Linked DNA regions of Sus scrofa: regions 1, 2, 3 and 5 are each linked to region 4. A link is a contact called in public Hi-C and HiChIP or PLAC-seq data. All regions are on one chromosome and are shown on one strand. Each heading gives the region's core, a stretch centred on a gene start, on an enhancer-like site or on the middle of the called end of the contact. The rest is flanking DNA. Distances are from core to core; before and after follow the strand shown.

The links. A called contact is a pair of places that touch in the nucleus more often than the background predicts. HiChIP or PLAC-seq counts read pairs in DNA pulled down with a chosen protein or histone mark.
Region 1: a contact with region 4 is called in a Hi-C map of subcutaneous adipose tissue, with 3 times the contacts expected there. The contact joins two enhancer-like sites. A contact is called at or near these places in 11 of 47 Hi-C or Micro-C datasets (embryonic fibroblasts, fetal heart ventricle, heart right ventricle and 5 more) and 1 of 2 datasets of contacts at active chromatin or transcription factors (skeletal muscle).
Region 2: an H3K27ac HiChIP or PLAC-seq map of skeletal muscle shows a contact between it and region 4. The contact joins two enhancer-like sites. A contact is called at or near these places in 2 of 47 Hi-C or Micro-C datasets (embryonic fibroblasts and skeletal muscle) and 1 of 2 datasets of contacts at active chromatin or transcription factors (skeletal muscle).
Region 3: a contact with region 4 is called in a Hi-C map of liver, with 6 times the contacts expected there. The contact joins two enhancer-like sites. A contact is called at or near these places in 6 of 47 Hi-C or Micro-C datasets (embryonic fibroblasts, epiblast stem cells, liver and 1 more) and 1 of 2 datasets of contacts at active chromatin or transcription factors (skeletal muscle).
Region 5: a contact with region 4 is called in a Hi-C map of skeletal muscle, with 4 times the contacts expected there. The contact joins two enhancer-like sites. A contact is called at or near these places in 2 of 47 Hi-C or Micro-C datasets (embryonic fibroblasts and skeletal muscle) and 1 of 2 datasets of contacts at active chromatin or transcription factors (skeletal muscle).

The regions. Positions count from the first base shown.
Region 1 is chr13:145,359,345-145,364,675 of Sscrofa11.1, reverse strand. The region is part of intron 4 of ZBTB20 (zinc finger and BTB domain-containing protein 20); the gene reads right to left. Among named protein-coding and RNA genes, the nearest start is that of DRD3, 410 kb to the left of the region's middle. Within about 2 kb of position 3,590, at least 17 of the 83 cell types and tissues checked have an H3K27ac peak or open chromatin away from gene starts, as enhancers often do. A contact at or near this core is called in liver and subcutaneous adipose tissue, where this site is marked.
Region 2 is chr13:145,384,894-145,390,335 of Sscrofa11.1, reverse strand. The region is part of intron 4 of ZBTB20 (zinc finger and BTB domain-containing protein 20); the gene reads right to left. Among named protein-coding and RNA genes, the nearest start is that of DRD3, 380 kb to the left of the region's middle. Within about 2 kb of position 2,770, at least 4 of the 83 cell types and tissues checked have an H3K27ac peak or open chromatin away from gene starts, as enhancers often do. A contact at or near this core is called in skeletal muscle, where this site is marked.
Region 3 is chr13:145,403,103-145,408,611 of Sscrofa11.1, reverse strand. All of the region lies in intron 4 of ZBTB20 (zinc finger and BTB domain-containing protein 20), which reads right to left. Among named protein-coding and RNA genes, the nearest start is that of DRD3, 360 kb to the left of the region's middle. Within about 2 kb of position 2,716, at least 13 of the 83 cell types and tissues checked have an H3K27ac peak or open chromatin away from gene starts, as enhancers often do. A contact at or near this core is called in liver, where this site is marked.
Region 4 is chr13:145,594,517-145,599,691 of Sscrofa11.1, reverse strand. All of the region lies in intron 6 of ZBTB20 (zinc finger and BTB domain-containing protein 20), which reads right to left. Among named protein-coding and RNA genes, the nearest start is that of DRD3, 170 kb to the left of the region's middle. Within about 2 kb of position 3,406, at least 47 of the 83 cell types and tissues checked have an H3K27ac peak or open chromatin away from gene starts, as enhancers often do. A contact at or near this core is called in liver, skeletal muscle and subcutaneous adipose tissue, where this site is marked.
Region 5 is chr13:145,447,818-145,452,954 of Sscrofa11.1, reverse strand. All of the region lies in intron 4 of ZBTB20 (zinc finger and BTB domain-containing protein 20), which reads right to left. Among named protein-coding and RNA genes, the nearest start is that of DRD3, 320 kb to the left of the region's middle. Within about 2 kb of position 2,219, at least 15 of the 83 cell types and tissues checked have an H3K27ac peak or open chromatin away from gene starts, as enhancers often do. A contact at or near this core is called in skeletal muscle, where this site is marked.

The DNA.
Region 1 (5,331 bases), core at 2,341-4,840, 240 kb after region 4:
CTGCCTACCAAACATAGCAAGAACAAATTAGAGTACCACAGACAGAAAAAGAGGGCACTGGTAGAGCCCTGGAGGAGAAAAGATGCTCATTAAGATCTCTGAAATACCTTTTTTTCCATGTGTTCCTGAACTTGATTTAAGAAACAGTGGTTACCTATATACTACCAACTATCCTGGTATTTTGGTATTGCTTTATTTTAGTAAGTAGCAAAACAAAGAAATAAGAGAAAAGCACTAACCAGAAGCTGCTTTATATTCCATAAAATAATGTCATTATAAGTAAAAGCCTAACATCTCGAAAATGTATAGATCAATAGTACCAACAGCCTGTAAAATACTGGTCTCAAAATGGTTAAAGAGAAGCCCTCCTTAAACCAAGCTTGGGTATCAGTAGAGAAGAGCTATGAGGAAACTGAGACATAGATTCAGTGATGAAACACAAGAGTAATATGAGATTGCATCCATATTTCTACTCAGTGGGGTCAGCTCAGACCCCCATCAGCAAGTGACACTTCCTGCCAACAGGACTTTCAAACACCTCTCCCTGTGCATTGGTACTATAATACAGCAAGAGGAGAGGGAAAATTAAACAGAGGGAAAAATCAGGTCCAGCAAAAAAAAAAAAAAAACAAATCAGTACAGATATTTTATTCTGGAGGAAGCAAACTGCCTGATGAGCTAATGGATAAAGAAAAATCCAAGTATCAAATAAACTTAGAAGAACCACTTCTAGATAAGGAAACGGAGGTGGGGACAGAATTATCAGCAAATAGTGGTGATGGTCCCCAAACAAGGAAGAGAGCAATCTCGAGAGTAAGGTGGTGTGCAGCAAAAACTGCAGGAAAAAGAGAATATCATCACCAAAGCGGGGAAATACTAGTAGAAGATTTCTTTATAGTGCTTTGAAGAGAGGTAATAAGGACCCACCATGTATTCCCAATTGTTACTCCTTAAAGATACACAGATGTGTAAGATGTGTAAAGAATATAAATTTTAGTGTCCATTCCACAGCTTATTAAATTGTCTCAACACATCTTTGATAAATGATTATTCTTGAGTAAATGAACTTTTTAGCATCAGTTTCCTTCTCTGTGAAATGGAATATTATCACCTTGAATTACCAGAAGGATTGAATCAAAGTCTGCCAATCCTTACCACAGCAGTATCTGTCACAGGGTGAGCACTCAATAAAGTGCTTTTACTTTACTTTATTTTTTATTTATTTAAAAAAAATTTAAGGGCCTTAGGCTAGGGGCTAAACTGGAGCTGCAGCTGCTGGCCTACGCCACAGCCACAGCAATGTCAGATCCAAGCTGCATCTATGACCTACACCATAGCTCAAAGCAACACCAGATCCTTAACTCACTGAGTGAGGCCAGGGATCGAACCCGCATCCTCATGAATATTAGCAGGTTCCTTTCCACTGAGCCACAACAGGAACTGCAATAAAGTGCTTTTATTTTTATTTGATTATCATATCATCTTCCCAAGTGTCTAGCAAAAGAATCATTGCCAGTGTCCTTCCACTGGCATATGGTTCCATTCATACAGAGTGGAACCAATATGAAGATGCTAGTAAAATCAGTTGAATAACATTCCTCAGAGAATATTGCTTTAAAAAGTTTATTTCTGTCTGGATATGTTAAACATTATACTTGAACATAGAGGATGTTAAAAATCTATTATGTTAAAATCTTGATTTAGGGTATCTACATTGTCAAAGCAACTTGGAGCTTAATAGCATTCAGTAACTAGAGGCCTAAAAAAGAAAAGAGGAATTTTTAGAAGCCTCTCCAGAAGCAACAGGATAAAAGTGCTATCGGCCTTGACCACATGATGAGGGTTTTTTACCAAAGGGGAAAACTTAGTCCAGTTGATCATCCCAGCCTAATTGATTAATTGTGGGTCTGACCATCTGGCTGATGAATGCTGACACCCAGCAGTGATTACTGTGTAACACAAATCCGGATGTGCTCCCCCTGATGCCTCCCACAATAACGGCAAAGCTGAACTTAAGGTTAGTTTATTCAGGCCTCTTGGCTCAATCTGTTCATGGAACAGTGGTTATGGCAGGGAATATTTTACTAGACCTGGTCAAGCATTATCTTCTTTTATTTCAGTTACCCACTCCTTTCCAACTCCACGCCTACCTGCTCTGAGCCCTTTCTTGTACATAATCACTTTTCATGCAAAGCATCCCATCTGTAGTTTTCATCATACTGTCTGATTCTCTCATTTCCGGTTGCTCTACTCTAAAAAATATTCGACTTGTCTAAAAGACCCATGTTGCTATTTCACAGGGAGTCCTATTGGGACATTTTTTATTGTATCTTCTTTGCTACTGGTTATCTTCAAATTATCCTATGCTTCCAAATAAAGAAAAATATTTTGCCTAACACCTGATTATAAGGCCTCCATATGGCTCAACTTCTCTATGAGGCTAATGGAATAAAAAGGTTAACAGAAGATAATTTTCGCATCTTAAATTTACATCTGATCCTCAGTTAGGGTTTCCCTTGGAGAAGATTCTCCCTACAAGGACTTTGGAGCACATATCAGTGCAGAGAAAAAAGTCAGGCTCACATAAATAATGGGAATCAATAGCAATGCCACCCACAAACCAATCAAGATAACCTGTACATGGGAAAATTCTCTAAGCAAATCAAATCTGAATGCATAAATACGAACCCTGGGGAATTACAACTAAAGGATCCTATTATTTTTTGTGGGAAGACATGGGGGAGTAAACTGGCACAAAACGCCTTGCACAAATTTGGCCAATGAGTCACAAGGAAAAAGAATCATGCCTTCCCCCTATCCTTTCCCCAGCCTGATTTCTATCTCAAAATTTATCACTTTTCTTGCTCCCCACAGATGCTGAATTCTTCTTTGTTCCAGGCTGGGTTAGTGTTAATTTTCAGTAGAGAATGGCAGCAGCATGCTGAACTACAGAGTTCCAGACTGGGAGTTGGGAAATGTTTTTGGCCTGACTGTCAGTAAACAACTATGTGTCTAGGGCAAGTCAAGTCCCTTAACTCCCCATGTCTCAGTCTCTTCATTGAAAAATGATAGGGTTGGACTGCATGAACTCCATAGTCTCTGCCAACACTAAGATTCTATGGTTCTATAGCTCATTTCCTTTTTCTCTCTGGCACCAACTGCTCAACAACTCTGCTTATAGTCATTTCTTTGCACTCAGTTACCGATGGAAAAATATCGCCTTCATTTACTACCCAGTATTTGGTATTTCTAACCTTTCCCTCTTTTTGTGATGCTAGATATTTTGAGTCATAAACATGAACATATCCAGATAGATGCTTTAAATTTGAAAGCACTTAAGGAGAATAGCTTTCCCATGTAGAAACATTTAGTGCAGCTCGGCATGGAGGAAGCCAGGCATCCAAAAGTGGAGCAAAGGGGCCAATTCACAAATGAGAGGAAGCCTTTCATAATAAGAGTCTCCAGATTCTTCAATTTAGATAAAGCTACTAAATTCCAACTACTTTTCCAATCAATCCCAGACACCCTCACAGACACTTAGGACTACAAATCTGAGGACCAGCACTGGCAGTGATGCAGTTATTTCACCTCCACCATGTATTGCCAAGTAGGATTTAGGATGGCATAGTAATAAGAGCCAAGAGGACAATCTGTCATTTATTTTCCTCCAAACTTTTTGAAATTTCCCATTTGGGCTCTGTTTCCCAGTTTTAATTTGGTAACTGCCATTTTTCAGCATTTCTTTTAACAGGTTACTAATAATTTCTGATACAGGATCTCATATTTCATTTTGTGCTGCTAGAACTGCTGTTAATATTTCATCTGCCTTCAATTCAGCTCTGAATTAAGGCTTCTGAGCTTTTTTTTGATACACTGTTCTCACTTTGGTTCTGGGGATTTGATCACCAGTGTTCACCCAGTTTGTCCATATCTTGTTAGATAAGAATAATACATTGTCTCAGAAATATCTCAGGGTGTGCTGTACATTCTAGAGATACATTAGAGTTTCTTTTTTCTGGATCTTTGATCAAAATCACATAAGTGTTCTGTGTTTGTTTACCCAGGTAGCTTGCTATTTACTTTTGTGGTAACGTTCTGGAAGCAGAGAGCAATGGTTTACAGCCAGGGCTCACAGGAAGACCTAAGTTCAAATTCTGGCTCTGAAACATACTGCAAATACCATGTTAGGTCAGTTCCTTAACCTTACTGAACCTCTATTTTTCTATTTGTAAAATAGGGATAATAGCAATAACTACCTCTATTGCTATGAGTTCTCAAAAAAGAATGTTATCTTTATTCCCCTAGTATTAATAACCTACAAATTCACCTTATAGTGTTTTTATTTTGCAACATCTTTTCAAGACTAGCAAGTTACCTTTGAAGTCCAGACTTTTACAATTTGCTTTAGTGTAGTTTACATTAAAAAAAAACTCAAGTAAAATTAAGTAAGTACTTTAAAATTGGGTTCTGAAAACCACATGTATAATTACAAATGGTATATAGATAGCATCATAGTCTTATGTCACCTTTAAATCCAGTATCAAATTCTCAAAATTCTGTTCATTTAATAGCCAGGCCTGGATAAGGCATGTCATACTAATTCTAATCCATTCCATAAAGAGATGGCTTAGAATATTTACTTCCCCCCATTTGCAAACAATACAGATTATTTTAATACTTTTTGGTCATATATAGGTCAGGGTCCATCAGGAGTGAGAAATCACACAGCAATTTGAACACGGAAAGTTTAATATAAAGAAGTACTAACTAGAACAGGGGATTGGAGCAACAAGGGAGTAACTAGTAAGAAGTAAAAAGAATTGTAAGGTATATAAGAATAAGCAAATATAAGGAGCAACCTCAACTTCTGAGGCTGATGGAGGGTGCCCAAGGAAGAGTCCCCTACAACTCCAGACTGGGATCCAGCCCTTGTTGGACAAGATGTAGCCAAGGAATGAATGAATGAATAGCAGAGACATTGCTATAGAGCTGTGTCAGCAAAACTTTCCAGAAATCTGTACTCTAGCGTGCAAGGGAAGCTGTTCACAGGGAGGCTGTCTCATCTGAGGCATACTACTATGTAAACCACTCAGTGTGTGTATGTGTGCTTGTGTGTGTGTGGTGGGTGCTGGATGTAGCAGCTGGCTTTTGGGCACTGGAGAAGCTACCTGTGCTTTAGCTGTTGGCCCCAAGGCAGCTGTGTGTGATGCAGAAGCCAGGCTGGAGAAACCATGCACACTGCAAGAGGCTACCAAAAAAGTATAGGGGAGCCAGGAAGGAAAACCTCTTCCTCCTATTATGTCTCTCTGAATCCTCTGCCAACAAAGCAAC
Region 2 (5,442 bases), core at 1,521-4,020, 210 kb after region 4:
GTTACCACTGGGGAGAGAGAAGGCGGGAGGGGCAGGATAGGGGTAAGGGATTAAGAGATACAAACTCTTAGGTATTAAATAAGCTATAAGGATATGTTGTATAATGTGGGAACTACAGCCAATATTTTATAATAACTATAAATTGAGTACAGCCTTTAAAAATTGTGAATCTCTATATTATACACAAATAATATATAATATTGTACATAAATTATACTTCAACAAAAATTAATGTCAATAAGGATTAGGTTATGAGAAATTTTTATTTTTCTCTATATTAGAAAATAGTATGCAATATTTTAAAATAAAATATCTCTAAAATAAATTATGTAAAATTCATGTTAGTTATAAAAAATTTGAAAGCACTAAAAAATCATAAATAGAGTAAAAAAGAAAAACTTGTAATTCTCTAACCCAACAATATACTGTTGAATTTTTGGTGGGTTGTGCCCAGTTTGCAGTCTCCTCTGCTCTGTCAGGAGTAAGAAAGATCCTTCTCATTCTTGTTGGCAGAGTGACCTAAAAACAACGCCATGAGCTGTTTTGCTATATAACTTCACGGCCATCCTCCATCTCCATTCCATTTTTTATTTCTAGGACATTCTTGGAATGGCATAAGCTATATGTGACACTTCTTAAAAATTTATAGGTCTTCTTTCTTCTGGTATTGCTCCCTGAAAGCATGATCCCCATGCCACCTTATGATCTCCATGGAGTTGGAGCAGAGGGGGCCTCAAGATGCCCCACAATTATTATAATATTTGCACTGAAATTATTTTTAGAAGCCTCAAATGCTCTGATTTTCTGAACACACAGAAACGCTTCTTTGCAAAGTACTTGGCTTTAGAACATCTTCAAAAGCTAAGGAAGTTGAAGGAAGAATACAGAGAGGTGATATACTTGGTGTTTTTTTTTTTTAAGGAAATTGATCTGGTGATTATACCATTTAATCCTTTATTGAGGATCATTTTCTGAAAAAGAGTATTAACACTTTTTTCCATGCAGATACCCGAGCATTATTCTTACTGTACATTTTTAAAGTACTTTATCCTCCTTTCAATAAATTTAAGCATCTGCCACCTTTGTTGCCACTGTTAATGAAAATAAGTTGATAGTTATAATCGTTATCTGTGTTATGGCTAACTTCCATTGATTGCTTTCTATGAGTTAGGCAGGTTACCTATACTATTTTTATTTAATTCTCAAAATACTTCTATTGCTGTGTTGTTGTTATTCCTATTTTGTAGATGAAAAAACTCAGACTTGGGAATGTTGAAAAACTTGCCAAATGTTATGAATCTAGTAAAAGGCAGATGAAGACTCAAATCTAAATCAGACTGATTTCAAACCTCCCTTAATATCATTTTCCAGATTAGGTTTATGTGACCCTTACTCAGGAGTGCAAACCATACACCAAGCTTTTTTTTTTTTTTTAATCTATCATCTTTCTATTACTCTGTGTGTGTGTGAGAGAGAGAGAGGGAGAGAAAGAGACAGAGAAACTCTAAATAAAATGTTATGAAATTTTTCTAGGACTCCCTTTTCCTCACCTCTAAAATTGATAGCACCTACCTCAGAGGTTTATTGTGAGGACCAAATGAGATAATATAAGCGAAAGCTTAGTACACCTAAAATAAAACATCATCATTATTGCCATACAAGTTTCCTTCCTTTGCATAATGGATGTATTCTAGAGAAGGTGATTATGAAAATGTATAGGCTTAACTTCTATTATCAAATCACAGAGCAATTGCATTATAATATCATAGAAAGAAGGTTCCTAACAGATTGAGAAGAAGACTTGATGTAAGGCAGGGATTCAGGTAGGGGTTGGGTCTATGAGTGTTACGGGGGAACAGACTGTTTTAGCAACATTTTCTAGATACTCTTATCTCCCTCTCGTCAGCCTCCTTGGTCTAGTAATTCCTGAATCTACTCCAGTGGTTTTCAGAGATGATTTCCTTCTTTTCCTTGGTCTAGTTATGAGGTCCAATGGAATTTCTAGGCAACAACAATACTTTCCCTGAGGCACTGTCCCATACATTGTATAGAATAGTTAGAAATTTTCCTTTATATGAGATTTCCAATTAGGTAAATTCATTAGTACCCTACTTACTCTGTATATTCAGCTATAAGTTTCAGTATATATGTATTAATAATACTTGCATTAGCTTCATCATATTTATTATTTTGAAAGGGTGCTGGATCAGAAGCCACGTCTTCTACCTTCTTGGAAACCCTACACTTACTAGTGAGTTCTATAAATAAAATGAAACTTTAAATAGTACTGACTTCACCTTCAACTCATAACTAAACCTGTCTCTGGGCCTGAAGTGCTATTTTCTCCCTCTAGTCTCATCAGATATGAGTGTGTCATGTTACTGAGACCAAGCTATATGCTCTCACAATTCACTTCTAACAACCACTGCATCTTGGTGCTTGCGTTTTCCTGAGGTACCAGGACTTATTTTTAAATCAATGCCTTAATTTTTTTTTTCTCTCAGCATACCCTTTACTTGTGGAAAATATTCTGAAAGAATGGCATTTAAAAATAAATCATGTGCTGCCCACACCAGGGGAAAAGCAGCGATTTTGAAAGCATCAGATTCAACTAATCAGAGGCACAACAGCCCTATTAAAAGTATTAGCTTTCTTATCTTTAGAGCTCAGGTAGGAAACAAGATCCAACCTCAGCATACCAATGGGTATCAAGTAAGAGAGGTCAGCATAGTCTACACCCTGATGAGGTAGCTTGGACACATCAGCTAGAAGTATTAAATTCTAAAAGGAAAGCTTGTTCCAGATTATCTCACATATGACAGCAGCCTGGGATGCCACCAGACAGCCTCCCAGGTTCTAGACCAAGTCAAACAAGGCACATTTACATTGGATTTAATATTTTGTCAAAAGCAGACTATAGAATCTACTCAAGACCACTTTTACTTTATTGGTTGTTCATATCCCCATATAATGTCTGTTATCCTCCCATTTTACCATTCATCCACTTATTCAGTATATAATAAATACCAAGTACCTTAGGGAATGGGTATATAGATGATGGATAAATAGATAATCAATAGATAGACAGAGAAATAAAGAATAGATTTCTAGCTAGGTAAAATGAGTAATGACTTGAAGAAATGACTAAAGAAGGAGATTCCAGATGGAGAATCCATTAAACTGTTAAAGGATAGATGAGATTTCAAAGTATAGAAAGGGAAGGGAAATCATTTCAAGCAGTGTAAACTGCATAAAAAAAAGAGATTATCATGCATTGGAAAAAGCAAGTCATTTAGTTTGTAAAAGGGAATATCAAGAAATAAAATAGGAAAATTTTATGCAAATTTGGGTTAGATCACAGGAGAACTTGAGTGCTAACCAAAGAACATCACCCTGTCAGTAATCCAAGTATGAAGAAAGTTCAGTAAACAGTTTAGAAGCATTATAATTGCAGTAGAGTACTGTAATACATTACAGACTCTGAAGCTTTGGGTTCCATAGAAGAGATGCTACATTTAGGGGTAAGGAAAAGGTCCTCACATCTAATGAATGAGTCTTACTCCAGCTAAGATTATCTGGCTTCATCTATTAAGATTAATCATATCACATGACTTAAACAAGAATCTCACCAGCTCCTAATCACACTGACATTGGTTCTTCATTCTCAATAACAAGTTCTGTAGAGTTGCCTAAAAGCTGATGGTAAGTCTGGCTTAGATGAAAGAGGTGAGTATCTTAAACACATGTGAGCTGTTTGTAGAAAAGTTTGACATAAGTTGCTATTTGACTTTGAATAGAGCCAATATGTTCATACATGATTGGTTACTTGTATATGTTTCATTCTGGTTCTTTCTATGATCCAGAAAGTCATTTCAGTGTATTTGGAGTTCTCAGATACCCTTACATATCCTTTAAAGTTCACTGCTAAATGTGTATGATTCTTTGATTCTAGTTATCAAAGATACACTCCTTTCCTAGCACTTCCTATTCCCCTCCCCTCTCTTGCTCTCTATTACATTTACAGACTTTATCCAAAAAGTCTGCTTTATATTTTATGGCATATTTGTTTTCTGAGAGAACTCCAAATATCAGCCCTTTGAAGACAAGGATTTTTTTTTTTTGTATTCATCTGTTTTGTTTACTGTTATAACCCCAGTACCTAAAACAGATACTTTTTAAAAGACCCCTTTTGAAAATGAAAGCAAAATGTAGAAGAAGGTGAGCAAATATTAACTGGAGTGTGGGGAAAATCAAGCTTTCTACGTAAAGCCTCCCTCCAAAAAATCATATGCCATATTAGCTGATTTGAAAATATCATCAGCTAATAACTTCATGAACTAATTTTTTACAAAATTCAAAGCATTCCAAAAATGTACGTATTTGCTTTTTAACTGTTTCTGAAATAACAACCTTATTTTTCCACTGAATACAGATGGAAATCATGGCAAAGAAAGATTCTCTAAGTACAGTAGACAAATTCAGGGGTTCTGACTCCTATGCACTATTTTATACCAGTTTGTATTTCAAAATTAATAAGATTTTAGTGCTGAATTGCATAGGATACTAGAATTTGAACCAATAATGAATGTCATTAGCTTGCGGCCTCTTTGCTAGCACATGGTCTTCCAACAGAAACAAAAACCAACCAACCAACCAAACAAAAACAAACAATAATATAGAAAGAGGAAAGGTGAACATCCTCAAAGGTTAAACATGGTTATTCTTTTTTTGTTTTTGTTTTTCATTTTATGGTCACACCTGCAGCATATGGAAGTTCTCAGGCTAAGGGCTGAATTGGAGCTGCAGCTGAGGCCTACACCACAGTTATGGTACACTGATCTGAGCTGCATCTGTAAGCTATGCCACAGCTTGCAGTTACATCAGATCATTAAGTCACTGAGCAAGGCCAGGGATCAAGCCCACATCCTCATGGAGACTAAATCGGGTACTTAACCCGCTGAGCCACAATGGGAACTCCCTAAACATGGTAATTCTTAATTTTAATTTTAAAATCCAGATTTTTCCTCTTTATTGCAATGTATTGCATCCTGCTGGCGGAAAGGAATGAGATCTACTATACTCTGCAAATGCATCTGGTCAGCCACAGCTTATTAAGCTCTGGGAACATCATGGCTTTCCTTTCCTCAGATCCTCCTTTAACCTGAAAATATCTTCTGGATTAAAAACCTCATTCAATACATTTTATTTTTCAATATAAAAATCTAAACTACCAAAGTACTAAAAGAAAACATGAGCAAATCCTTTTGTAATCTTGACATGGAAAGGGCTATCTATCTGACTCAATATCTAGAAACCATGATAGAAAATATTGGTAAATCTGATTATATTAAAAGTAAACTTATGTATGGCAAAAATATACACATGGGGTTCCTGTTGTAGCTCAGCAGTAACAAACCCGACTAGTATCCATGAGGACATGGG
Region 3 (5,509 bases), core at 1,467-3,966, 190 kb after region 4:
ATTCTTCCGAGGTATTGTGAATGTTTTGTATCTTGGATTGAGTATTTTCACATGGATGTATACTTACATAAAAACTCATTAAGCTATATACTCAATTTGTGTACTTCACTGTATATAACTTACAATGTAATAACATAAGATAAAAGCAGGTTTGGAAATAAATTTTCCATATTGATTAAAATTTGTTTAACCTGGGGGCTGGATCTTGTATGTTCACATTATTTTTTATGTTTTAATAATTACATTAAAAAATTGATAAGTCCAAAACTACTTTTCCTAACTAGAATTAATCAAGGTAAAAGAAAGCACTAGGGTCATCTTCTCCTCTTTATTGTCAGTGACTCTAGGTCCAACTATTCCAGGAATCAATAAGCACTTTACAGTCAAACATACTTACAAAGTGATCTTTTTTTTTTTTTTAATCAAAAGCAGAACTTTAAATTCATTTCTTTACTACATGTAGAATCTAAACTTTCTTAAATGAATGACCAGCAGCATGTATTGTTGATATGATGCTACCAGTGCACAAAGACCATTCATCCATTAAGGTTTTTCAACTGATGGCGTGGGGGAAGCACTACCAAGGACTTTTTTGATGTGAATCAACAGGTGCTTTGGCATTGATATTGTCATTTGTTTCTGGGCTTCACCGCTGGTTTCAGAAAAGAAAAAGAGACGATACCTTTTTAATGCTGGATTTCAAGTCAACCATATGGAAAGCAAGGTTTTATTCCAGCCAATTCTCTTTCTCTCAAAATGTGGAGGAAAAGTGCCAGCCCCTGCTCTCTCACCACCAGCCATGGTACAGATGTTTGGAAAATGCAAAAATAGAGAAATGAAACAAAAAGAAAACCCTCAAAAATAAGTTTTGCATAAATAAAAAATAGAGTATATAATTATCATAGCTGCAAAAAGGTAAAGGCATTTTAAAATTTTCCCTCATGTTAAACTAAAAGAACCAAAACAACAAAAGCATTGATGTTTTAACTTAGCGTTTTGTTGAAACTGAAGATTACAAAGACCGACTAAAACATGGGGAAAAGTGGGAATAAAAAACAGATTTCTTTCAACTGATAAAAGATTTTTTTTATTTCCAACAACATTAGAGTATGACCTACCTAAATGAATACTTATTAAAGAAACAGACCCATTTAAAAATACATGTTTTCAGGCACCAAAGTGGAAATGGAGAAAGTGTTTCTTTGAAATCTTATAAGAGAAAAGAGATAACTGAAATTATAATGGGTCCTTATACGACTCAGGTAAAATACAGCTTGGGAAGAAATGCCTCCAAACTGTTCAAATGTGCATTCTTGAGTTGACTCAGGCAATGCGCAGACTCTGTTTTCCCAAAAGCAAATGTTCTATTAGATTTAAGCACATCGGTGTGTAAGTTATTCAAGTAAAACTATCTTTGTTTCAAAGAAAGTCTTAAAAAGTAATGTAATTTCTGAGTGAGTATTGCTTGAATTGAAAGTCAGACCTCAATTTAGGCCTGGCTCTGCAACAACCCTGTTGTGTACCTTTGTTCATGTTATAAAACATCTTTGGGTCTCAGCATCCACATCTTTAAAGCGGGAATGATGCAAAGTCATAACCCTTTCATCGAGCTCCTTTCCAGCCCTACGATTCTATAAATATAAAAAAAATTACTCTGGCACTAGAGTTTTTCATTTCTTCCTTCCTTTCTTGTTTTCTTAAAATAAACAGACAATCAACTAAGTAAGTAAATACATATTAAAAGCACATACACTAATCATCTAGCCCCCTGAAAAGGAAAACTTTTTTTGTTGTCGCCATTATCTATTCCCTAAAGGATTTAAAAAGAAAGTTCCCATAAAAAAGATTTTCATTTTTTTCCTAAATCAAAAATAGCCTATCATTTCTTTGCCATTTAAGTTCTATTAAGAAAGAAAACAGAAAATCATTACAGAAATCATATTAGGAAGTTTAAGAAGGAAGGAAAAGTCACTAAAATTCCATTTAAAATTCAAATGGTTCATTTACATGTTTTCTTCCATGGAAGAGATAAGTGCACCCTCAACCTACCTTCACTTTCTTTTCTAGGGGCATTATTCTTAACTGTGCAAAACAAGGGACCCTCTTCACACACACTTCCCACCTGTCTTCAATGGTAACAAAGCTGGGGTATAGATTACAGGCTGAGATACTTGGGATGGGAGTAAAACATTTCATCTGGGAGATAGTACTGTGGTCAATTTGTCAAATCTAAAAGAAAGTTAAGCTCCATCATTACTTTCACAAGAAATTTGGGTCCTATGGCTGAATAACGATAATCATTTTTACACAAGTCTTTTAAAAATGAAAGTACCTGGGGGCACAAGCCAGAAATTAAGTCTGAGAATGCAAGTTTTTCTGTCAATATTTAAACCAGATAAGACACTATCAATGTACTTTGAACGAAGCATCTGAAAAAAATGTAGGGCACCTGACATTTTGGTGAATAAGAGAAGCTCAGCTTTATGAAAAGGCCAGTCTTTGGGGCGAAAGCTCCATTGTTCCAAGTGCTGATATGCCTAAAGCACCAGCAGAGGCCGAATACTGGCAGGCAATAGGCAAGGCTCCAGTTACAGGTGCCAGCTCTGGTCTGGGTGCTGATAAGCCTGGGACCCACCAGACTCACACACAGGGAACACAAAGGGTGGGTCCCCCAGGAAGGGGAGGGCTCCTAAACAGAAAGGCAAAAGTCTGAAGTTGTACAGTGTATGAGCACTCCCTACTGGCTGCTGAGGCTGGAGATGAACTGGTAGTATCTTAGAAAGGGCTGTCACATGTTTCTGTGAGGCGGCTAATGGTCATAAGAGCATGGCTCTGATTAGGTTTAGATAGCTCCAGCTGTTATGCCCAATGAGCAGGAGGTGAGGAGAGGCTACTGATAAGGGGAAATCCAAGAATTGGCAACAACTGTGTCAAACGTATACCATTTTCATGAACTCTTCTAGCTACAGTAGTTCCCCTTATCTGAGGTGGGTAGGTTCCAAGACCCCCAGCGGATGCTTAAAGCTCCAAGTCACTATAACAAATCCCAAATACATATGTTTTTTGCTATATACACATAGCTATGATAAAATTTAATTTATAAATTAGGTATCCTAAGATATTAACAACTAATAATAAAAAAGAACAATTATAATATTACATTGTAATAAAAATTATATAAATGTGGTCTCTCTGTCTCTGTCTCAAAAAAATTCTTTTTGTACAAATTTAATTACTTTTGCATCTTAACTAAGCACTTATCCTGCACTGTGGCCATAGCTATTGCAGTTTGAGGTATGACAGCAAAACGAGAATGAATTCCTTTTTCCTTCACAATTTCACAGATAGAAGATTCATTCTTGCCATAGATCTTAGCAATCTCAGCATATGATTTTTTTTTCCTTAGTAAGTTGAGAACTTTCACCTTTTCAATTAAGGGGAACACTTCACAGCTTCTCTTTGGCAGATCCAATTTGCAGCATCACTACTCTTGTGCTTTGGGACCATTATTACATAAAATAAGGTGACTTGAACATAAGCACTCTGGTACCATCTCAGTTGATCTGATAACCAAGTTGCCTACCAGGTGACTAGCTGGTGGGATGCCCTGGACAAAAGGAGGATTTACATCCTGGGTGGGATAGTGTGAGATTTCAGCATACTACTCAGGACGGCACACAATTTAAAGATAATGAATTGTTTATTTCCATTTAATATTTTTGGATGGCAGTTGACTGTAGGTAACTGAAACTGGGGAAAGAAAAATACAGGAGTGGGGCTTGGGTGGATAGTTCTGTATTAACATTTTTTGAAGTATATACAGACCTGTGTATGTGCATGTGTGTGTCTAAGGTGGAGGGGGTGTGGGAGGAAATGAGTTTCTATGCAGCCTATTTTATCCCCACAAAAGGAATCCTTAGGAGAGTCCAAAGTGCTTATAACATTTATGTTTTACCAGAAAACCTCATCCATAAACTTGACGGAACTGCCTAGTAATGTGTTCACTATACTGCTGCACCTCAGTCCTAGACAGATGGTCCTTGCTCATTTGTACAAGCCTGGGGCAACAATACTGGTAGGTCCCCAGGGCTCTGCTCTGTTAGGGTTCTTCTATATACTAAGATGAAGGTCAAAATGGGAGCCTGCTAAAAGCAGCAGCATTTCAGTTTCAGGAATAACTTGCTTGTCATCAACTTGTTAATGCAATAGTCAAACATTTCTTTGACATGTACAGTATCAGCTAACTTCAGCAGATAAAGGGTCTAGAACAGGAAGATGCTGCAGATGCTTTAGCTCGGAGGAAGGCTTAGCAGAGCCAAAACGTCAGCAGGGCCTGTTTGTTCCATACTTTCCATCGGGCTCTGTGAAAGAAATGTTAGATGACTGCAATGACAAGTTTGTGACAAGCAAGTCATTTGTGCAACTGGTGCGCTCCTGTTTTTATCTGTTTACCATTCAGACTTGTGAATGCCATTTCAAGCACTTACAGGATTTCTGGCTCCCATTAAGGGGAAATGGTTTCTCCATGTTTAGAATTTTCTGCCTCAAAGAGAATTACTAAGCAATTATTTATCCCTGTGGTCACAGTGTCACACAAAAGCACTCGAGTTGTTTAGTTGGACTCTGAATCATGAAATGGAGTCCTAGGGACTGGGTAGCTTGGAGCATCAGAAATTTCTCATCTAGTTTATTGGAATGACTACAAAGCAAGCCTGTAAGAGTCAATAAAATTGTGGCCAGCTTGAAATACCTTGCTCTTTTGCTCTGGGATCATATATCAAGGCCATATGTTTCAAGGCACATAAACTCACTTGTAATGAGTAGATCCTGAGAAGCCAAGGCCTGACTATGTCACAGACACAGACATGTGATCTAACATATGATAGTTTTGGTGACAAGGACTGTTTTAACTGTTGAGAAGGAAATTGACATGGCCTTTTCCCTGTATTCTGTGGGTAACCAGAGGCCCAATTCAAAACCAGAAGACATTTTAAGTGTGTGGTCAAAGGTAATATTATCATCTAAAACTAACACTTAGGATCACCCTCCCCAGGATGACTTTTGCATAGTAAACGGATATCCTGGCAGGTTTCAGATCAAGAATTCAAGACGGTCTCTCTGGATTCTTCATTTGGGATTGTTGAGTGACATCTAGTGAGTCATTGTAACCTCCTGGGAGGAGGGTACAAATAACAATACCTAGTCTTGTTCACCTGACATGAGTGGCCTCAGGATCAATGTTATAAAACATGAAGAATACTTCAGAATGCAAGAACATGAATATTATTTCCTAAAAGTCATGTATTTTTAATGACTTAAAATTTTGTCGATTTTTGGCACTGAATGTATAAATGATTCTAGGTTTGCCTCTTAAAGAACATGGAAGCATGACGTTTTAAAGCAGGAAGACAGATGCTCACAACGTCTGAGGAAGCAGGCCAAGGCTGGAACAGAGGTTGGAACGTGAAGGACCAGCCAGAAAGCGATGATGTAAAATTAAGCAGAGCTT
Region 4 (5,175 bases), core at 2,157-4,656:
AAATGAAAAAGTGAAACGAAGAGTTTAGATTCTAGCAGGTAAAGAAGGATGGTGTCGCACAGAGATCCTCTATGCCATCTCTTGATTCATCCAATGCTTGAGATTCTCTTTGTTTTTTGATTGAGTTTAGGATCCTGGAGTACAGGGGTGTGATTGGGTGTTTGGGAAGAGATGGGTGAAGAGCATTACAAAGTCATTGTCACTGGATGTTATTTGGGACCAGGAATAGGAAGGAAAAGAGCTCAGTCATCAGTCAGCTCCCCTCCTAGGACCATGCAACTGATATAAATGAATAAATGCTTAGCTTATGCTGCAGGCACCCCTGGTCCTCATCAAACCAGATTCTTTGTCATACCCTGAACAGTCCTCCAATTCCCTTGGCTCGGTGCCTTCTCTAGAATCACATGTATGGTGACCAGAGAAAGTTTTTTATTTTACTTTTTGGTAGGAGATATGTGCAGTACAGAATTTGTTGTAAGTAGGTCTGTTCCCATGTTTCCCTTGTTTCTCTAAGCATGGCAATGGACTTGTTACACAGAATATTTTGTGTTGAAATTTGTTGTACTGGGTAGTTAAATCTGCCCTCGCAGAATATGGTGTTATGATTAGCATGCTGTGTTTCTGGTCCAACAGGTTGTGAAATCAAATCTGCTTTTCCTGAGGGCAGGAGGCAGAGATGGCATGGTAAAGATGAAAATAGAAGGAGAGCTTTCAGACAAATTTTTCAGGATGGAGGAAGCCAATACGAAAGCAACAATACAAAAGCGACAAACTGCAATCTTTTGCCGACTCTCTGTTGAATGGGTGACTGAAGAACTAGTCCCCAAATCTTGAGTGTCTTCATGGACCTCCAAGGAGCTGGTTTCTATTTTTCAATGTAAGGAAAGGACCAAGACCAAAGTTTCCAAAGCCCAACTCCTTTCCTTCCATGAAAACCCATGCCTCCTCCACGGTTCCTATTTCTATCACTGCCGTCTGTCACCAGGTTGGAAACCTCAGGATCATACACCTTCCTCTGCCTTAAAGCCAGTGTGTCAGGTCTTGACAACTGTTCTTCCTTCATATTTTGCACATCTTTGTTTCCTTTCTGTTTCCATTGCTATCGCTTTAACACTTTTTATTTAGACTGCTGTTTACTTTCTGACTACCCACCACCTTGATTTTTTTTTTTTTCTTTTTATAGCTGCACCTGTGGCATATGGAAGTTCCAGGCTAGGGATCACATTGGAGCTGCAGCTGCCGGCCTAGGCCACAGCCACAGCAACACCTGAACTGAGCTACGTCTGTGACCTACACCACAGTTTGCATCATCGCCATATCCTTAACCCAACGAGTGAGGCCAGGATCTAACCCACATCCTCACAGAAACAATGTCAGGTCCTTAACCTGCTGGGCCACAATGGGAACTCCCCCCTTGACTTTTCTAGCTTTGCTTTCATTAAACCTGAGGTGACTGCGGTAGCCTGGCCTAAGGTGAATTCCCTACCTGCTCTCCCTTAGCTCCCATGTCCCATATCTTAGCCTTTCACATACCTTGAGTATTCCCAGAACATCCTGGGAGATCTATATCTTTGGCTCTGTATCTTTACTCAGGTTATTTCCCTCGCTTTGAATGACTTTTTAAAAACTCTAATAGCTGAAATCATATCTTTCCTTTATACTTATTAAATATTGTCTCCATCTCATCTTGTAATTATCTCGATTCCTCTCTACCATATAGGACTTCTCTAGCTCGTTCTCAATTTTCTCTGAAATCTCCAAGCACTCTGTACTTCTCTTATTTTACTCATTAAAATTTTGTTTCAATAATGGTTATTTATGTGCTTATTCCCTATGAGACTGTAAACTCTCTGAGGGTAAAAAAATGTCGTAGCTATTTTTGAATTCCCCATGTTCATCCATTTGTTCCTTCCTCCTTCCCTCCCCCTACTCATTTATTCATGTATTCATTTCACAAATACTTATAATGTGTCTATGATGTGCCAGCATGAGCTAGGAAATAAAACAAGCTGGTTTCTGCCCTCCCAGACTTGCGGTCTAATGTATACTGTTAAGCAGAGTAGCTTAGACAAAGCTGTCATTCAATATAGGTTTGTTGATGGAATGAAATTGAGTTGAAATGAAAGTTTATTTCGAGAATAGCTATAGTCTGAATCCCAATTAAGTCTCCTACTCCTTATGCAGCAGTGAAATCTACCTTGATTGGCTGTTTTTCCTCTGAACCCATGAAGGGCATCTGATCAGAGTAGGACCATTTTGCTCACTAAAGCTAGGCTGGTCCTCATGAGTCATTTAAATATCAGGATGAAACACTAGTGACAGATATCACTTAGAAAAAATATTTAAGATGCTCATGGACAAAGCCTTCAGCTGTGTGTTTCAGGGAATTAAGGAATGTCTCTTTCAAACAAGAGTACATGGCCAACTCACCAACATTGCTCTTTTAACTTTGCAAAAGTTGCATTGTTCTTTTTATCAATGGCCTTGCTTCCCTCCATAGATTTGATTCTGCTTCCTACATGAGTCGGGCACCATACCCTCCTGTTTGTTGTCTCAAGGGTCACCTCTGGAGAACATAGCATAGAGGCATTGCAACCACTTCTATGTGTAGAAAATACTGAAGCCTCAACCCTTTGGCCTCACCCCTCTGTTTGCCTAGTGTCATTCACTTATACTCCTGCACAGATAACAGAGATCCACTCACTCTCCTTAGAAACAATTCCTTTCCCACCTCACTCTTCTCCAATAATTCTAGACTCCCTTTTTCCAGAGCTGGGAAACACTAAGACAACAACAATCTAAGTCTAGACATGCACAGATGTCGTTTTGACCCTATTTTTGCAGTTCGTAGTTTATTAAGGAGGAAAAAGTAACTCATGTAGTAATTAGTTGCAAATAACCTTCTTTGGTTGTGTAAAAGAATTATATAAACATGGCACATCTGAGGGCAAGTCTCTCCCAGCCCCGGTGGCTGTGCATTATCCCCTGGAGCCTTTAGAGGGCAGCAGCACACCGGATGACTCCAGGCAGCTTGTCAGGCGAACTCCTCACCAGACCAGAACCTTCCTCCTGGTCACCATGCCAAAGGTTGGTTTGCCAAGCTCTGGCCGCTTAGCCTCTTTCTTTCTTTTCAGTTTCTCTCTCTCTTCTTCTCAATCTCTCTCTCTCTCACCCTCTCTCCCTCCCAACCTCTCTCCCTCAATGTTAAAATTATACACTCTGATGAAGTCGCCCCTCAACCGGAAAATGAAAGCTCCAATGAAAAAGTTAGACGAGCCAACGACAACAAAGAAAGAAACTGGGAGAAAGGGGAAAGGGGGCTGGTGAGGGGGAAGGATTTAAGAACAAGAAAAGGGCAGATGTTTCGTAAATATATGCAAAGCAAAACTGGGTGTACCCTGAACACTTCCACAGAGAAACAGACCAATCATTGTGCACTTCCTCCCGCCACACTGGTGGAGCTCTGCATTCAAAAAAAAAAAAAAAAGAAAAAGAAAAAGTGTGGCCGTAGGCACCTGCCTTTCAACGGTCAGTTCTGACCTTCTGACTATCTCCCAATTGTCCAAAGAGAACAAAAACATTTTCATCTCCCCACTGCAAACCTTTCTGTTATGAGAAAAAGGCTGCTTCACAAACTAGGGAGGTGTTTTAAGGTGACAGGGCAGCTGAGTTAGCCAGCAGGATCTACTGGTTTTTAACTCTCATCATGCTGGCCCTGGCAACACGTTTTGGGCTGAAACATAGCAGTGAGTAAGGTTGTGGATGATGTTGGCTCTCTCCTTACCAGACCATATTGTATGGGGAAAGAAATATACATGAAAACATATTGAGGAGATGGGAGGTATTAAGCATGTTAAATACATGGAAATTAACTAGATCGGTGGCATTTGATGTATAGATTTCACACGTCTTTGCACATATTGCACACATACAGTGATGGCAATGCTTGCTGCAACATATGGAAAATAAATATTTTATCTGTGCGAGTTCTCATCAGTCTCTAGGGGCTGCTGAGAGGAGAGTATTCTCTTCTGTCTCCCTCTCCCAGTTTTCTCTTCTCGCTCAGTTCCCACCCTTTCCTGCACATTAATGTGCCTTTCACTTATCAGCCTGGCTGGATGGAAAAGAATTAGTCAGAACCTCCTTTTGATAAACAGTCATTGGATCATGACAACTTTGACCCATGACCCTCCTCATCAACCCCTCCTCTGTGCCCCCGCCCTGATTTTTTTTGGCTTGGTAACCATTTCCTTTCTCTCTTTCCCAGTGGTGCATGGAAGAGGCTTGGGGAGGGGGGCATAGGGGAGGTGGTACCAAAATACCCCAGTGGAGGTTGGTGGTAGACCTGAGGTACACCATCCAGTAGCTGTGTGCCCTAGGGACATTCCTTTGCTTCTCTGGGCCTCAGTTTTTTCATCCATAAAATGGAAATAATAGAACTTACCTTAAAAGGTAAGTTCTAAGGGCTGATGTGAGGATTACATGAGATAATTCCTATAAGAGAGTGGCACAGTGCTGGCACACGGAGTGCCCCGTGATGGTAGCTCTTTCACAGAGTGTCAGTTCTGTGGTTTTCATCATTTCAGCTATAAGGAGGTACTTCCTTTATCTTAGTAACCTTTTTAATATCTAGATCAGGTCAGGGGCAAATGGATGGTAATTGTAGCAAAGGCAGAAAGAATCTAGGGTGAGCAATCCCTTCTTCAACATTTGGATTTTACTGTATCGCCCTCCTGACACATCTTTCTGCTCACATGTGGCTTGTTGCTGCTGCTCTACCATTAGCTCCTCTTGAAGCTGAGGGTCAAGAAAGCTACACTTGGCCTAGAGAAGCCCAGCAAACCTGAGCACTACGGTCTTTTCATTGAAACCAACCTTTGGCACTCCAGCTTATCACGTTTTCTACAGTTTATCCTTTCATCACTTGGTCTAATGTTCTCAGGTCCATTTAAGATGTTTTCATGATTAAGATATTTTATTCTCTCAGTTTTTTTAACCTTCTTGGCAAGGTTGATTTATAATGTTTTTCAGTATATTTCTCTCCCTGTATCAGGCAGGATCTTGGCAAGAACCAGATGGCACACTCAGAGGTTTTAACCGAGGAGAGTTGAATGAAAGGACTCGATACTGAGGTAGAGAAGGGGCTGGGGACCCTCAAGGGATGAGAAGCACCAG
Region 5 (5,137 bases), core at 970-3,469, 150 kb after region 4:
CTGAGATAATTTATCATTCTCACTTGAGAAAATATGTTCCAAAGTCAAATTTATTTTTGTACAAAAGCTGTGACATGCATTTTGATATACATTTAAGCATCCATGCCAATTAAAATTTTCTAGCAATGAAAGCAACATAAACTCAATTACCGTCATACAATTCACTCATCACTCACCTTTTGATCCCTCTTTCTTTTAAAATTTAGGTAAGAGGATAATGGTAAAGGTGTTAATTTCCCCTACCCTTGCTCTGTATATGTGGACTGTTAAATGTCTACATGAGACATATGAAGAAGAGGATATATGCACTGGTCTTTGGAATAAGAAACAAGATTTTTTTCCATAAGGAATAAATATGGATTGTACTGATTACCACAGAGAAGATTTTACATCAGCATTAGCTGACTTCCTTTAGTTTGGCAGTAGAATTTAAAATGTGATGACAGAAACAATTTATGATGAAGCTCCATGGTTATTTCTACAGAATTATGGTGAGTGGAATTTAACTCCCCCCACCCCCACCCCCCCGCTAAAACTTGGGCTTCTCTTACAGAAAGAGCAATAGAATGGAAGCCTGGGTTCCATCCTGGTTTGACAGCTGCCTCACTGGGTGAGATCCAGAGGTTTTGGCCTTCCTGGGCTCCTCTTCCTCACCTTTGAAATGATATTTGAAGGAAAAAGGCTGTGATCCTTCTCTGCTTTAAGGTTCAGCATCCAGTGAAGTAAATTATTCTGCATTGCAGATTTTTTTTTTTTTTCTTTCAGAAATAGACTGATTTTCTCTGATGAGAGAGCAATGTTAAGGAGATTGTCTTGAGAGGTAACATGTCCCAACCAACATTGTGGCTCTGACACATGAGTGGGGGGAGATTGAAATTGATACTTCCTTCAAACCCTCCCTTTCCCCTTTGGCAGCACACTTTCATGGACTCCTCTGTTGTCTGTAAGTCCAACTCCTACACCAGAGACCCTCCCTGACCCCTAGGTACTCACTTGCTAATTATTCCAAAAACCCTTTACTTTTCTGCTTAGCACATAGTCAAGTGCCATTTCCCAGCCCTCCCTGCAGACAGCTACAGTCTTGTGACCAAATTCTGGCCAGTGGGATGTTGGCAGAAGTCATGTGTCCTGCTCCAGGGCTCACCAACAAGGGTTCCTTTGCAATTTTTGCTCTGTCCCTTCACCAGTCTTCTGGCTGGATGTCACACCCAAGGTGACCTTGGAAGCTATGTGCTGAAGGCAACAGAGCTTTGGCCAACCTGGATTCCTGACCAGTCTTTTACATAAGCAAAAGATAAGCCTTTACATTAAGCCACTGAGGTTTGGAGGTTTATATATTATAGAAACTAATATTACCTTAACTAAGAAGTCCTCTAAACCAGAGCTCAGCTCACTCTCCAAGACTTTTTATTTCTTCTGTTTAACATGTTTTCATCTTACAATGGATTCTTTACTGATGCATAAGATCTTCGAGGGTAATATATGTTTTATTCACTTTCTCATCCTCCATAGAACTCCAGCTAGTTGAATAAATGTTCAATAGCACATGGCTAGTTTGGAAATTATAGAAGGTGATATTTTGAGTTAAAAAAAAAAAATCCTAGCTTTTTCCCTGTCCTATTTAGGTGAAAGGTAGGGATGAGGAGTTTTTTTGGAGTGGAAATGTTATATTGTGACAACTGTAGTCTTTCATTATATTTCGTGTACTGTCTTCCTGATAATCATGCTCCCTGAATAAAGTACAAATTAAGTACTTTGAAAAAGTTTAAAAAAAATACCAAAAAGGAGATTAGCGACGAGATAAACCGAGAAATATGAGAACTGAGGGATTAAAAAAAAAAAATGCTTTGCATTGCCTTACACTAGCCCTACCACTTACGAAATTACAGCTAAAACTATTATCTCAGGTAGATCATTGCACTTCTGGTGCCTTACTTCAGTGTTAGTATTGCCCTCTTTTGAGTCAAATTCCTTGGACATTTTCTGTTTTATTTTTAGCTGACCTCACCACAGCCCCTCCCTGATACACTTCACCCTTGGTTTCCTCAATACTGGCAGGATTTTCTCATTCTCTGTCTCTGACTGTCCTCTCTCATTTTTTCTTTGGCTCTCTTTCTTGTCCACTCTTGAAGTATGAGAATTTCTTAGTATTCTGCTCTGGTTTTTTCCCTCACAACTTGTCCTTGAGTCATCTCATCCGGTCTCATGGTTTTACCGACCACTTCCTCACAAATAACTCCCTAATATCTCCAGCCCAGCACTTTCTCTGGAGCTTCAGATCTGTATTGTCTATGGTGTCTTGGACATTTTAAGACAATCTAAAATCTTGCAGCAAGCTGGAATACAACAAGCCCCCAAACAAAAGCATAACTTGTCCTTTCTTGGCAAATCTCTTCTTCCTCTTCCTGTGCTCCCTCTCTTGGTAGATGACATCAAGTTAGACACATTAAACTCTGACTCTTCTCTGTCCCTCATCCAAATTAGCTAATTAAATGATAACTCCTATGGTGTATTTGCAGTCTTTTTGAGATTTTTAGCCTAAGTTTGAGGATTAGAGAAATGAAGGCAGATTAAAAATGGGACTTTTAACACAATGTCAGAGACTTACTATTATGAATTTCTTCACACAAACATAAAAAGGGCAAGAGGTACAGAATGACAAAGAGAAAATTTTCATACCCTTCCATCATACCCGAGCTACTCTATAAACCAGCAGAGAACCACTCTGAGAGTGAACTATTTTGTTAAACTGGGAACTACTTTGAAATAAAATTGAATCAATGGAAAGGATTTTTGCGGAAGTGACAGGAGCTTTTTTGCTCACTGCTGTTCCTTCCATAGCCTCTGCAGAAAAAAAAAGTTTAAAAAATGTCCCTAATGTCTAAGCCTACAGAAACTCTAGGCCTGTGGCTTTCATTCCTTCCTGGGTATAATTGTAAGAGCTTGTACTGATTTTAAGTGTTCTATTTTCTATTGACATTCAAATGAGACTTCCCCCTCATCTAATCAGTTGCTTTGATTTCGTGGTCTTAAAATTCATTCTTCAACGTTTTCTACAATTCTTCAACATTAATAATAACTTCCTATAGCAACTGTGGTCCTTTTTTCCTTCCCTGGTGATATATTTATCATCTATTACACAAACCTCCTTTTTGCTTCCTCCCTTTGCACCACCAGCTCTAACATCTTAAATTTTCATTTGACATACTGCTTACCTAAATTATTTCATGTGTGTTCCCATCCATGGAAATTCATTTTTGTGTGACATAAATCCCTACCCTATTCTATTTCACAGTAATAAAACTTTATACTGAATTGCCAAAGAGATCGGTAACCAACCACGCAGTTTAAATTAAGTGCAAGATACACATGTTTGAATATTCTTCTCTCTGTCTAAGATGTGTAGAGACAAGCCCTGTTTGTGTCTGAGCACTCTGTCATCTTACTCAAACTGTTGGAGTTAAATCATATAAGAATAGTTTTCTCACTGTGAGTCAAAAGTAACTTCTGCTATGAAAAAATAAAAAGCACAGTAATGAAATAATATATCCATTAAAAAATCTCTTATAAGTAATGATTATAGTTGGGTTCAGTCTCTGAAAGAAGCAGCTCATGGCTTGAGCACATGCCACTGCTATTAAAACTCACCCAGGGTTGGCATTCTCATTGACTATCATCTCTCAGTAACTTTGATGGTTTCCAGTCCTTGTTCATGCTAACCTTTGCTAGTTGTGGTAGCCATGGTAAATATCCTGTTTATTGGATTTTATTAGCATTTTAAATTTTGACATTTGGAAAAAGCACAATCCTCCTTCTTTTTCATCCTGTCATTTTTAATGTATAAGTGTCCAGCCTCTTTCCAATTTTAAGTTTTTCTCTCTTAGCTTTGGAAGATTATAATTTTGGAAAGTCACAATTATATTGACAGTTTGTGGCCAAAATATATCAATGCCATAAAACAAAACTTTAGTTTGAAGCATTATTCATACAACTTGAGAACCAAAGTTTACTTCTGTTCCAGTTATTTGGCATTTTTGGTGAAATAAGTTTTGGTCTGAATCACCCATTTAATTACGCTGATTTGCCACCACTTCTGGTGATATATTAGATATAATGCTAGATATCTGCATAGCACTGTAAAGTTTTCAAAATGCTGCCATATACATAGTTCTATCTGACGCTCAATATAAATTGTGGTATAAGCAATCAAATATTAGATCCATTTTATAGCTAAAGAAACACAGGAACAGAAAGTATTACTCTGGATCACACATGGTTGGCAGTAACTCACTTCAGGGGTCTTTGTGTTGTATCACATTGTTACTATTATTAATGTTTCTTTACCCTTGTATACTTATTACTGCTTTTCAGATATCCAACCATCATGTCCTTCTCCACACTGAACTAATATTCTTATCCTATTCTATTTGATCTCTTTACCAGTTTGTACCCTCCTTCCAGTTCCTCATGAACCTCACTGGACCGTGAGCTACTCAAAGACAGTGTGCCCTCCGAGTTTGTATCCCTAGCCCCTGATGAGTTCCTACGTGTATTTGCCAAGCGACTGTGCTAAAAATATTTCTCTTCTCTTACTTGTAAACTATTTTCAACTCACAATTTTTAAAAATATGCTATAAAGCCTAGTACTATCTGAGAGGAAGGCATTTTATCCACATCACAAGTAAGAGGATGGAAAAAATCAGGAGAGTGAATATGGTCTATTTGAGAGTATCGGGTAAGTCAGCGACAGAGATATGAAACAAACAACAAAAAAGACCAGGGAGGCTCACGCTCTGGCTCCATCTTTACTATCACAGTCAAATGTACTGGGACCAGACAGACTGGGGGCTGTACAAGCAGTGTGAATAGTTTTTCCATACTCCTCGTGCACGCTACAATTGTTTAAAAGGACTGTGGCAAACTGGACATTTTGTTCCCTTCTAATTTATCTGTGTTATTGTAGCCATGTCTCCACTTCTAAACACTAATCACTTCTCTAGGTGAGCTTAAGTACCTAATTATTAAGAGCCCTCCAAATTTCTAGTGCCATCTTCAATACAGTTAGTACCCTTTTCGTCCCATTTGCCCCCTGTGCTTGGTACTGAATCAGTATAGCAAATATCCCTAATGAAGAATC